2 separate regions of the Danio rerio genome follow, and region 2 is linked to region 1. The links are chromatin contacts, called in public Hi-C maps. All regions are on one chromosome and are shown on one strand. Each heading gives the region's core, a stretch centred on a gene start, on an enhancer-like site or on the middle of the called end of the contact. The rest is flanking DNA. Distances are from core to core; before and after follow the strand shown. Region 1 holds the start of cntnap1 (contactin associated protein 1). Region 2 holds the start of tubg1 (tubulin, gamma 1).

The links. Hi-C and Micro-C count contacts between places; a contact is called where the count stands out from the background.
Region 2: a contact with region 1 is called in a Hi-C map of hematopoietic stem cells, with 4 times the contacts expected there. The contact joins the promoter of tubg1 here to the promoter of cntnap1 in region 1. A contact is called at or near these places in 9 of 18 Hi-C or Micro-C datasets (caudal fin, embryo, fibroblasts and 2 more) and 3 of 4 datasets of contacts at active chromatin or transcription factors (caudal fin, embryo and gastrula embryo).

Annotation. Positions count from the first base shown.
Region 1 is chr3:35,809,103-35,814,149 of GRCz12tu, forward strand. cntnap1 (contactin associated protein 1) reads right to left here and starts at 2,166. Exons shown (of 24, transcript XM_689488.9): 1 at 1,932-2,166. The coding sequence starts at 1,995.
Region 2 is chr3:35,946,057-35,951,564 of GRCz12tu, forward strand. tubg1 (tubulin, gamma 1) reads right to left here and starts at 3,396. Exons shown (of 11, transcript NM_200908.2): 1 at 3,230-3,396; 2 at 2,562-2,674. The coding sequence starts at 3,278. retreg3 (reticulophagy regulator family member 3) reads left to right here and starts at 4,358. Exons shown (of 9, transcript XM_689279.10): 1 at 4,358-4,948. The coding sequence starts at 4,704.

The DNA of each region.
Region 1 (5,047 bases), core at 916-3,415:
CACACAGACATGCAAACTGACCCAGCCAGGGCCTTCTTGTCAACGACCACCGACCAGTGCTGTGAAGCAACAGTGCTAACCACTGAGCCCGGTCTGAAACATTATATTAGAAAAATGATTCGTCTGTCTACATACTTTGATTCATTTTAACACTTTACACACATTAAAAAACTGCTAATTCAAGCACATGTACATAAAAAGTAGTAAAAAGTTTATGTGAGATGATGATATGCTTTTCCTAACAATTAAATGTGTTTGGAATATTATGTATTTATAAGTATTACTTTTTTTATCATTATCACTGGATATATATTTACCCATTTTTATGTCTATATTATAATTTAATGTACTAAAACATTTGTTATATTTTTTTTTGCACAAACTGCCAAACAAAACATTTAAATAATTATTTACAATATTTTATATTAGTTGACTGCATTAACAAGAACTAACAATGAAAATTAACTCACTCTTTAATTTTTATGGTATTAGCAAAATATTTATATATAGTGCTCAGCATAGATAAGTACACCCCATTTTAAAAATTTATAATTGGATCCATTTCTCAGTGAATATGGGCAATGTATTTTGGTGCATTTAAACAAAACATATTTATCAAACAGATATATTTATTAAAATATATTTTAGTCCCCAAACATATTTAGAAATTAAAAAATAATACAATTAAATTCAAGCAAAATATTGCAAAAATAAATTACTACCTACAACATTTTAACAAAAGTTTATTTATTTATTTATTAAATTGATTTATTTTTTTCCTCTTTTAAATTTGCATTCAATATTTTTCTATAACATACATTTAGGTGTACTAGTTTTTGGACCGTTATCGTAAGTTATTTTGCTATATAAGTTCCAGATTTGGCTTTAGTACTGACTTATCTATAGCACAAATTTAATATTGTATAGCTTCCTTCATATTTTAAATATGAATTCAAAAGAGAGATTTGGGAGGGGTGAACAAAATGCACAAAAATATGTAAAAAAAATTAAAATAAATAATAATAAAATATTTTTTATTAAAATGCTATAAAATAAATGGATTACTGTTTGCACATAGTACTTGCATTTTAACAAACGAACATTATTTTAGAATGTTATCAAATATGTTATATCATGCATGTGAATATCTTTACATAGATTTATTATAAAATATCACATGCACGGCTCTTTTTACCAAAATGAACAGTTTTCCTCATAGACGATTATATAATAAAACAATGTATCAATAGGCTTCATTTGGTATCATTTTGACGGCTTGAGGGTTGAAATGCTGTCTTGAAGGTAACCTTACGTGAGGATTCGCATGCAGTGCTCTACGTCATGTGAATTTGGGAGTTCGGTGAGTTAATGCGCCCGCCCTCTGTCTCCGCATTGGGCTGCTCCCACTATAGCAACTTCGCAGAATAGACATTTTTCATCACGCCATTTGAAAAACGCAGACAATCTCAACTTTTTATCAGTGAGAGACCAATGACACAGCCAAAATCTAATCTGCGTGCTTTCAACAGCTTCCGTTTATCAGCAGGAGAGCGTGTCCTTCCCGCGTGTCCCCTGCGCAAGACGCACCTTTCCATGCAGAAACTTGCCCAAGTGAGAGGAGCGCGCGGAAGCACCGCAATGCAGAAAGAGCCCGGAGACACAGCAGAGTCGCGAGCCCGGACTCACAACACACAATTACACCAGCGCTTCACATTCAGCACAAACCTTCCAGACTCAATGCTTCGCATACAGATTAGCAAATAAAATGTTAGATTTTACCGCTGATATAAAACAACGCCAGCTTTTAAACAGCGCAGTTTTGAAATCAATATCATCATGCATTAGTTTTACCGATGCACTTGTTCTGATAGAGGATAACGCTAACGTTAATGGCAAATAATATTTCATTCTCTATCTGCAGTTTTACTTACGTGACGAGCAAGGCTGAAAGGCGAGAAAAAATAAAAGGCTTGGGGCAAGAATTCTGATATCCATCTTCTCCGAAAACGGAGTCGCTATTCGACGAGTAAATCAAATGTTATCCTTTCTTCGTCACCCGACTGTACAGCATCGTTTAGCCGTCCTTTCGGCCAACTTTAACTCTCTCGGCCGGGATGGCGATAGACTTGCTCGCTAGAGGCGGGCGCGCGCGAGATAGTGGTGCTGATGCTGCGCTTTGGCGGGAGCGCGCATACTTTGATTAAACGAAATTCCTTGAAACTTGGAAAGTCGTGTTATTCTGGCCGAAATAAATACAGAAAGTATCTCTTATTTGATACAGGGGGAAATGGAGTCGTGTGACATGTGTAGAGAGTGCACAGGCACGACTTTTAGTGTCCAGGTTTGCAGTGAGGGAGGGGGCGCAAGACGAGCACAGGAAAAAAGTTTTGAACTCAAGCAGTTCGTCATGGCCATAGGGAATCCGAATCTTTTGCCGAGAATCGGCTCTTTCGAACAGTACGTGTTAAAATGATGCTTTTACGTAATGACGAAAAAACGCTGTGCCTGGTCGTGAGCAAGCAGACACTTTTAATAGCATTTTTACTCTACTCAAGTTCTAGTGATGCATAAATCTATTTTAGAGAAGCCTATTGATGATTTTTAATGACTCAATTGGGTTGATCAGAAGTTTTAAAAAAGGCTTTAACTTTCTAAAAGAAGCACTCGTGTATTAGCATTAGGCTAACTAGTTTTTTTGTAATTGCAAGGTAATTACGATTTTTATGAATGCATATTACTTTTTTTGTTAGATTTAATATAGTAACTGACATGAAAACATGTAACCATACCCAGCAAGCATTTTTAAAAGTTGTCTAATAAATGTCTAATAGACGTTTAAACATAGTCATCTTGGAAAAATAAAGGCTAGCGGGCTGTCAGTGAAAATAGAATAGAAGTCTAAGAATAGACCAAAAACTAGAAAATTAGGCATCAAATCTACAGAAATTAATAACTTCAAATTTAAAGTCTGTCTAATCTTTCCATGTGACAACTGTGTTGACTATTCTTAGATGTCTATTACGGTTCACACCACTTCTGCTGTTCTTTTATTTTAGCTTTTATTTTATAGTAGTCGCTTCGTAGCTTCTTGCGTTTTAGGCGACATTGATCAACCGGCCGCTGGAACCCTTCTACACTCAGCGTGTAGCTTCACCTTTCGGTACCCTTTCTCCTTTGACAGTGGAAACGGCCATAAAACCGTACAGAACCGTTCGTAATCCGTACCTAATTTTGGCATAAATGATATGCTCATATTAATAGACATTGCTATGTTTGCTTCATAAATAAGTGAGTTAGCCTGAATCACTTCGAGACAAAAGAGACAGTTATCAGTTTTTAATAGTAAAAATATGCGTAATACTGAATTCAGCAAAGAAGTAACTATCTGAGAACTGGTATGAGTGATTCACTTAAACAATCTGACTCTTTTCATCCCCAAAAATCCACACATCTCTCACTACTTTTTTTCTGTTGGGTCATGTCACAAACATGTGCAACAGTTCAGTTGTTCATTCCTTTAAAAAGTACAAGACTGAATTTCTGTTTGAGAGCACAAGTTCATCACTTCAATCAACCCAGTGGTCGCAATCAGATTTGTTTGTGGGGGTCGTGAAGTAAGGTGGGAGGAAAAGCCGGATTTATGCTGCTGGAGAAGGCAGGCTGTCCATGATTCTGTGATATAAAAAGGCTTTGGGATTAAGAAGTGGGTTTGTAGGGCAGCAGCAGAGCAGAGGCAAATACAGGGACAGAGAGGGATTTACACGATTTCTAATCAAATCAGATTGAAGTCCCTCCCTGTTCTTACAATCATCGTACACACATCAAATCTCATTCATGAAAATCAATGTGGCGGAGAAAATCTGCAGCGTTAGATGTGGTCTTTTTAATTCATGACTATTCCTGTTTACACACAATTAATTTTTTTCACCGTTGATAGAGATATAAGTAGCATTATTTGAGATCATACATCAAAATCATCTGCATGCAAGGGGAATTACAGTGCTTACTTTTAAATGACTTTTAAAGAATCAGATTTGGAAAATGAACTGAATATATTCAGTAAAGGATCAAATGATAAATCCATGCATGGATCATGAACTTCTTTGCATTTCCTTTACACTGTATATAAACAATGTATTATTCTCATAATCCCAACCTCATCCTTCAATCAAGTCTGTCTAATCTGTGTCAAGGACAACCGTGTCAATGAATAACAATTGATTTAATAATTTCAAGAGCGTCTTACTCAATTGATCACGTGAAATGCAAGTTGATTTGTGATGAAAAGTAAATTATGCTGCTTTTATCCTAATCTGAAGTCATAATTATGAGTTCATTCATTCATTTATTTTCCTTTATTTTAGTCCCTTATTTAACAGTGGTTTCCACAACAGAATGAACCACCAACTATTCCGCCATTTACGCTGCGTTTTACGCTGCAGATGTCCTTTCAACCTCAACACTGTGCTGGGAAACACCCATACACTCTCACATTAACTACTACCAATTTAGTTCATATAGTTCACCTATAGCGCATGTCTGGTTCATTATTTGTTTTCAACAAAGCAGATTGTTTAAAGCCAGTCACAACAAATGCATATAAAAAAGTATAGCATCCTGTCAACCATCATTTGATCTACTGTGCAATACAGTATATACTGTAGCTATATGCTACATCTAACATCTAACAGTGCTTTGTACTCACTATCAGCCACTGAATGAGGTACATTTTTTTAAACTTCATGTTAATGCAAACATTGAATCAGCCAATCATGGCAGAAAATCAATAAGTTAAGGCATGTGGATGTGGTCAAGATGATCTGCTGAAGGTCAAACTGAGCATGAGTTAAGAAGAAAGGGGATTTAGTTTTGAATGCGGTTGTTGGTGACAGATAGGCTGGTTTGAGTGTTTCAAAAATTGCTGATCTACTGATTTTCCAACACACAGCATTTATCTTTAGTGTGTACAGAAAATGTTTAGAAAAAAAGGAAATATCCTGTGTGCAGTGGTTTTGTGGGTGAAAATGCTTAGTTTAAGTCATGGCTA
Region 2 (5,508 bases), core at 2,146-4,645, 140 kb after region 1:
GTTTTTCATAGCAATATTAGGCAAAACTGTATCAAAACTGACAGGCAGAAATAAAATAAAAAAAGAGCGAAGAAAGGATTTAGGATGTTTATTGCAGTGATGATACCATATATTCGGTAAGATAGTTGCAATGATCATCCTGCTATGTATATGAAACTGTGTTAAACACCATCAAAATATAAAGTTTTTTTCACATCACGTCATTAATGACACGCCAAATTCAGATGGAGGGCAGGAAGTCATTCTTCTACAAAGAAATCGCTATCAGAATCAATCAATCAATCAATCAATCTATCAATCTTTTTATTTATATATATATATATATATATATATATATATATATATATATATATATATATATATATATATATATATATATATATATATATATGTGTGTCTTCAGCACTCTTCAGCACTTATAAGGAGATTCACGTCATTCTCAGCCAGTGACGTCGCGTTTTAAACATTCCATCTGCATTCTAATAAAGCTCAACAGTCCTCTCTCAATTTTGTCAGTTTTCTCCATGTTGCTGTTTGTACTTGACCAAGGCGAGTTCAATACTGACAATACGAGTGGAGCCATGCCAATCTTTGTGAAGCTTCACTCTGCCCATCTGTGCTCTAGTTCTTCGTGGTTTGCATATGTAAAGTAAACACAATATTGCAAAGAATATTATGTGTTTCTTGCTCAAATTGTGCCACCAAGCAACAATGCGGGTAATCCGGCACAGTGCTCCCTAGGGCGAGGTGGCTCATGCATGCTTTGACAAGGTGCTATGCGGGTCTCTGCAGTAGTGCAACCTGCTTCCAGGGTTATGGTGGGTGGGACTTTATTCTATTTTAAACTTTAGTTTACTGTAGTAACTGTATGCCTGTTTGTTGGAGTGTGTGTGTGTTTGTTAGCAGTGTTACTGAACAAACAAGACTCATTTTAACTGCGTGCTGCACTGCAGTCAAGCCAGTAGCGCTTCAGAACAACACAGTCAAGACCACCACGATTTATTATAATAGATTCAGATAATTTTGCATGTCAAACAAACAAAAATACACTCTAAACACCTGAATTGTTTTTTTTTATTTGTCCTAGTCCTGCTATGAATGTGTTCCCGGTCTGTTAATAATTAACAAATGCCACAAATGTGCACTTATCCTAGCTATCTAAATCAGGCTTGACTTATCGGCTCGTTCCCATTCTGGATCAACAAACGTGGAATAGACTAAGCCAGGACGACCCGATTAAGCTAGGTCAAACTGCGCTTTTACTGTTATCCTGGCTTTCTTGATTTTACTTTTGTGCAATGCCCCACTGGTGGAAAAAACAGAAATCAAAACAATGGCCAGGATATATGCTGTTTCGTTCAGTTTAGTACATTTACAGTGGAATTTATCCTAAAATACATAAACATTTATTAAACCTATATGCAAATCATGTAACGTTAAAGCATTTGTCTATCATCCCTCACACACCAAATTTTAATAAAAAATCTAAAAAAAAAAAATTAACAAATTGAAGCATGAAATAAAACTATACATTTTATTTGTTGTCATTAATATAATACAACAAAAACACAGCTGACACATTTTTTATTATTAAAGATGTAGATCTCATGATTTTTAAGATGTGGCAATGGCAATGCAAACAAACTTATGCTCTTCTCGGACTGAAGCATATTTTTTATAGAAAATGTTGATAAAATAAAGTTGAGAATCGTCACATAAAGGTACTGAATTACTGTCATATTTTACAAAAATTCTGATTAAAAAATATATATATGATTATTGATTAGGCCTATATAAATCTTTCTTATTGTTTCTTGAGGTAAGTAAACAACAAAGTTGTTGAAGCAGAATTATGTACAGCATTCATTGAATCCACAAGAAAACATGCAAACAGGCTTGATTCAGTGTTGCATAATTTTCATGTAAAACCATAAATCATTTTCTAGATCTGCCCCTGCTGTGAACACACTTGAAATTTGTTTAAAACTTTATTTTAATTAGATTTGTTTACAGTTGTTTGCTTGGTAAAGCATATAGCTCCATCTGCTGTTAAAAAGCTAAGCTCTGGATTGATTTGAGAAAGAATAGCAATGCATTTTGAAAATCACAGTATCAATTTCTCTAAACAAAAAGAAATGCAGAGCCCCCGTGTGAGACAAAATATAACTAATTGTATAATATTACAAACAAACAGGTGAACAAACGAGAACTGACCAAAATTTTTTTTTTTAAATGCACACTTATATGGCTCAGGGGTGCATTGACCCTAAACAGTCTATTTTTAGAGCACAAGTTACTATGGTTACACCATGAAAGAAAGTAACCTTTGTTTCTGGAAGCGAAAGTTGAAGCTATCTGCTTACAGACGTTTAAATATACCCAAGTATAGCTTCATCACCTGCTTTCTGGAATGCCACTTTTTTGTTTGACCACTTTAAAACATGTTGCCGGATGTCTAACTAAACTTAATTATTTAGGTCACTGAATAAAATGTAGTCCTAAAGCAGTAGGCTTGGTATGATGCGATTATGGTAGATAATTGGCATTCTGTATTTGAGTACCTGATAGAAGAAGACATCTTTCCGGTCAGTGCCTTCAGTGGCAAACTCCTCTACGATGCCCTCTGGACTGATGCCATGCTCAGCACACAACTGCTTCCAAAACTCAAAACCAACTGCAGAGAAAGACAATGAGGACTACATTTATTCAAGTACTCTATTGCATGATGTTTAAAAAACACTTCTCAAAGACAAAGCTACTGGGAAATGCTATATGTAACGTTGTTGAATAATAGCAACATAACGGCTGTTACTGTTTACAGCTTCTATGATGGATGTAGTCCGTCTCCACCTATAAATAAATACAACTCTATTCCCGCTTTCTAAAACGGCCAATGTGACTAAATTGACTAATGTTAATTAACGTTACTACAAAGCAAGCATAACGTTAACTTACCACGTTTAGTTTTATTGATTAGGAAACACAAACAAAGAACAGACAGTAGTGTTAAATGGAAAATAATGAAAGTACTTGGCTTCCTGCAGCTGAAAAAATACTGTAAACAATCAAACCATCTTCTGATCTTATTTACGTTGCTTATTTATGGTGTCGTTTTAAAGCTGTGCAGTGTGATAACGTTAGCTGGATAACGTTAGCTAGCTAACGTACACTGTTTATGTAAAGATGGCTCTTGTTGGCAAACAAAGCCTAATAAAGGAAAATGGCTCACTCTGGTTCCCGCACTGTCCGAGCTGCAGGGTGATGATTTCTCGAGGCATCCCGTCCTGCTGTTATTTCAGCTGTACGATCAGTAAATGTGAGAGACGTTCTGCTGTCAGTCAACCACTATGCGTGTTCCCGCTCCAACAGCAACGGCCTATCGGACGCCCACTGCGCATGCGCAAACTCCGGCAACTTTACAAATTTAAAGCCACTCTGTAATCTAACTAGATCAATCTTTGTAAGGATGGAACAAAATACGTTTTTATGGAAAACAGCAAATATGTAAAAGAAAAAAGACATAAACGTAGAGGGCACTACCGACGTATTTCAAGACGTATGTATGCGTTTATATTGAACAACATCAAAGCTGCGCGTCAGTTACGCAGAATTTTGCAAGCATAGAATTTCTGGTCAGGTTTAAAATGCAGTTTATTTATAACATTTCTCCGGGCAACTTTTTTTTTAACCTCCTAAGATACTTACAATGGGGATATACATATAATTATTATTTTTATTTATATATTTAAATAACTATAAATTTTGTAAATTGTAAAGAAATTATTAAACTTTTTTGTAAGAATTTAAAAGGAATGTGTCTTTTTCTCTATCTATGTAGTAATATAAGACGCATAAGCAGTTTTATTAAATTAAAATATGTATTTTAGATCTTATTCTTAGTTACTGTCTTATAAATGAGATTGTAAACTGCATTCTGTACTATGAAAAAAAATAGTCCTAAAACTTTTAGAATTATAGTTTTTTACTGCAACTGAAATTAAATCTCTCCTGAAGAATGAATGTTGACTTTTAAAATAAAAAAATATTTATATATTCCTTTTTAAAATACATAAAATATTTATCTAATTCGCCTATCCCCCAATTTACAAGCATACACAGTCTAGTAATATCCATCTACGATACATCTGTTTTATTTATTATAAAAACTAACATCAAACTGTAATGCATAAACAAGTTTAATAAGCGAATAAAGCATGGAAGGAGATAATCTGTAAGTGTTGTCTGAACGATATGTGAAGTAAGAGCCTTTACTTCAGTGGTGGGTGTTGGTTGTTGTTTAGCAGCTCTGCCTGTAATCCTGGTCTGCCATTGGCCAGATCAAGCCCGTCCTCCCGTCAGTCTTCGCTGTTGCTCCCGCGACAAAACAACGACTGGATATGACCATAGATATGACAGCAGCACGGTGACAACATTAAATTCGAGCCGAGCTGATACTTAAACGTATTAATTCAACACATTCGTGCCCAATAATGGGTTTTAACTCTCAGTCACTCCGTGTCAACAACGGCAGCCTCTTGAACGCACGAGGTCTGCCCACTGCTGCTCTGCCCTGAGCGGCTTCAGGCTAATCGGCTAGCTCGCTAACCAAACCGTTTCTTTAGCACGAGGGTTGTTTTTAGCGTTACATTATTGTACACTTTGTTGGTTTATCTACAGACACTTTTTTTAGAGACACGTTGAGTATGGCGGGTGGGGCAGAAGAAGCGACAGAAGCGAGCGGTTGTGCAGGGAGGCTGCGCTCCAGCGGCGGCCTCCGGAGCGGTTCGTGCTCCGGTGGGACATCCGAGCAGCTCCGCGCGGTCAAAACAACGCTGCTGGAGCGGTTGGGGCCACACGAGCGCCTGCTCACCTATTTGCAGTCCGTTTTGTTGTGGGAGAGACCCTTTCACAGCGTCCTACTGTACACGGCTGCCAACGTCACGTTCTGGTGAGTGGATGAGCTTTATCTGCATGGATTTATCTGACGTTATCTCGGGCTCTGTTTACAACCCAGTGCATACAGTTGAAGCGTTTACATTATTAATGGGCTTTTTGAGGATCTTGTATAGTTCTTTCTTGTTTTCGATGGATGTATATACGTGTCTGGTTGTTCCAGACTTCTGCCCCTTTTCTTTTAAGATAAGAAACAGATGATGGTCAGGCTAGGAGACTATATTTAGACAGAGCTCTGGCTGTGTTGGTGGTGGTGCTACTGTAAACATAATGCTGTCCGTGCAACAGTTTGTTATTTTGAGTTTAGGTTTAACATTCAAGTTCAACTATTAAGCTAAACTTTGAGTTTGATGCAATGATTTTACTAATTCATGTCAAGCTAGGATATGTTTACAAGAATTTTCTGAGAACAATCTGTTGAATTGTTTGTGTACTCTATATGTTGTTGAATAGCCTGTATTCCCCTTCCTACTGTCAGTATAGGCAGGAGATCACTATGACAGAGATTGTGCAGATCTCCACACTTAATTGTGGTATTCATTCATTTTCTTTTCT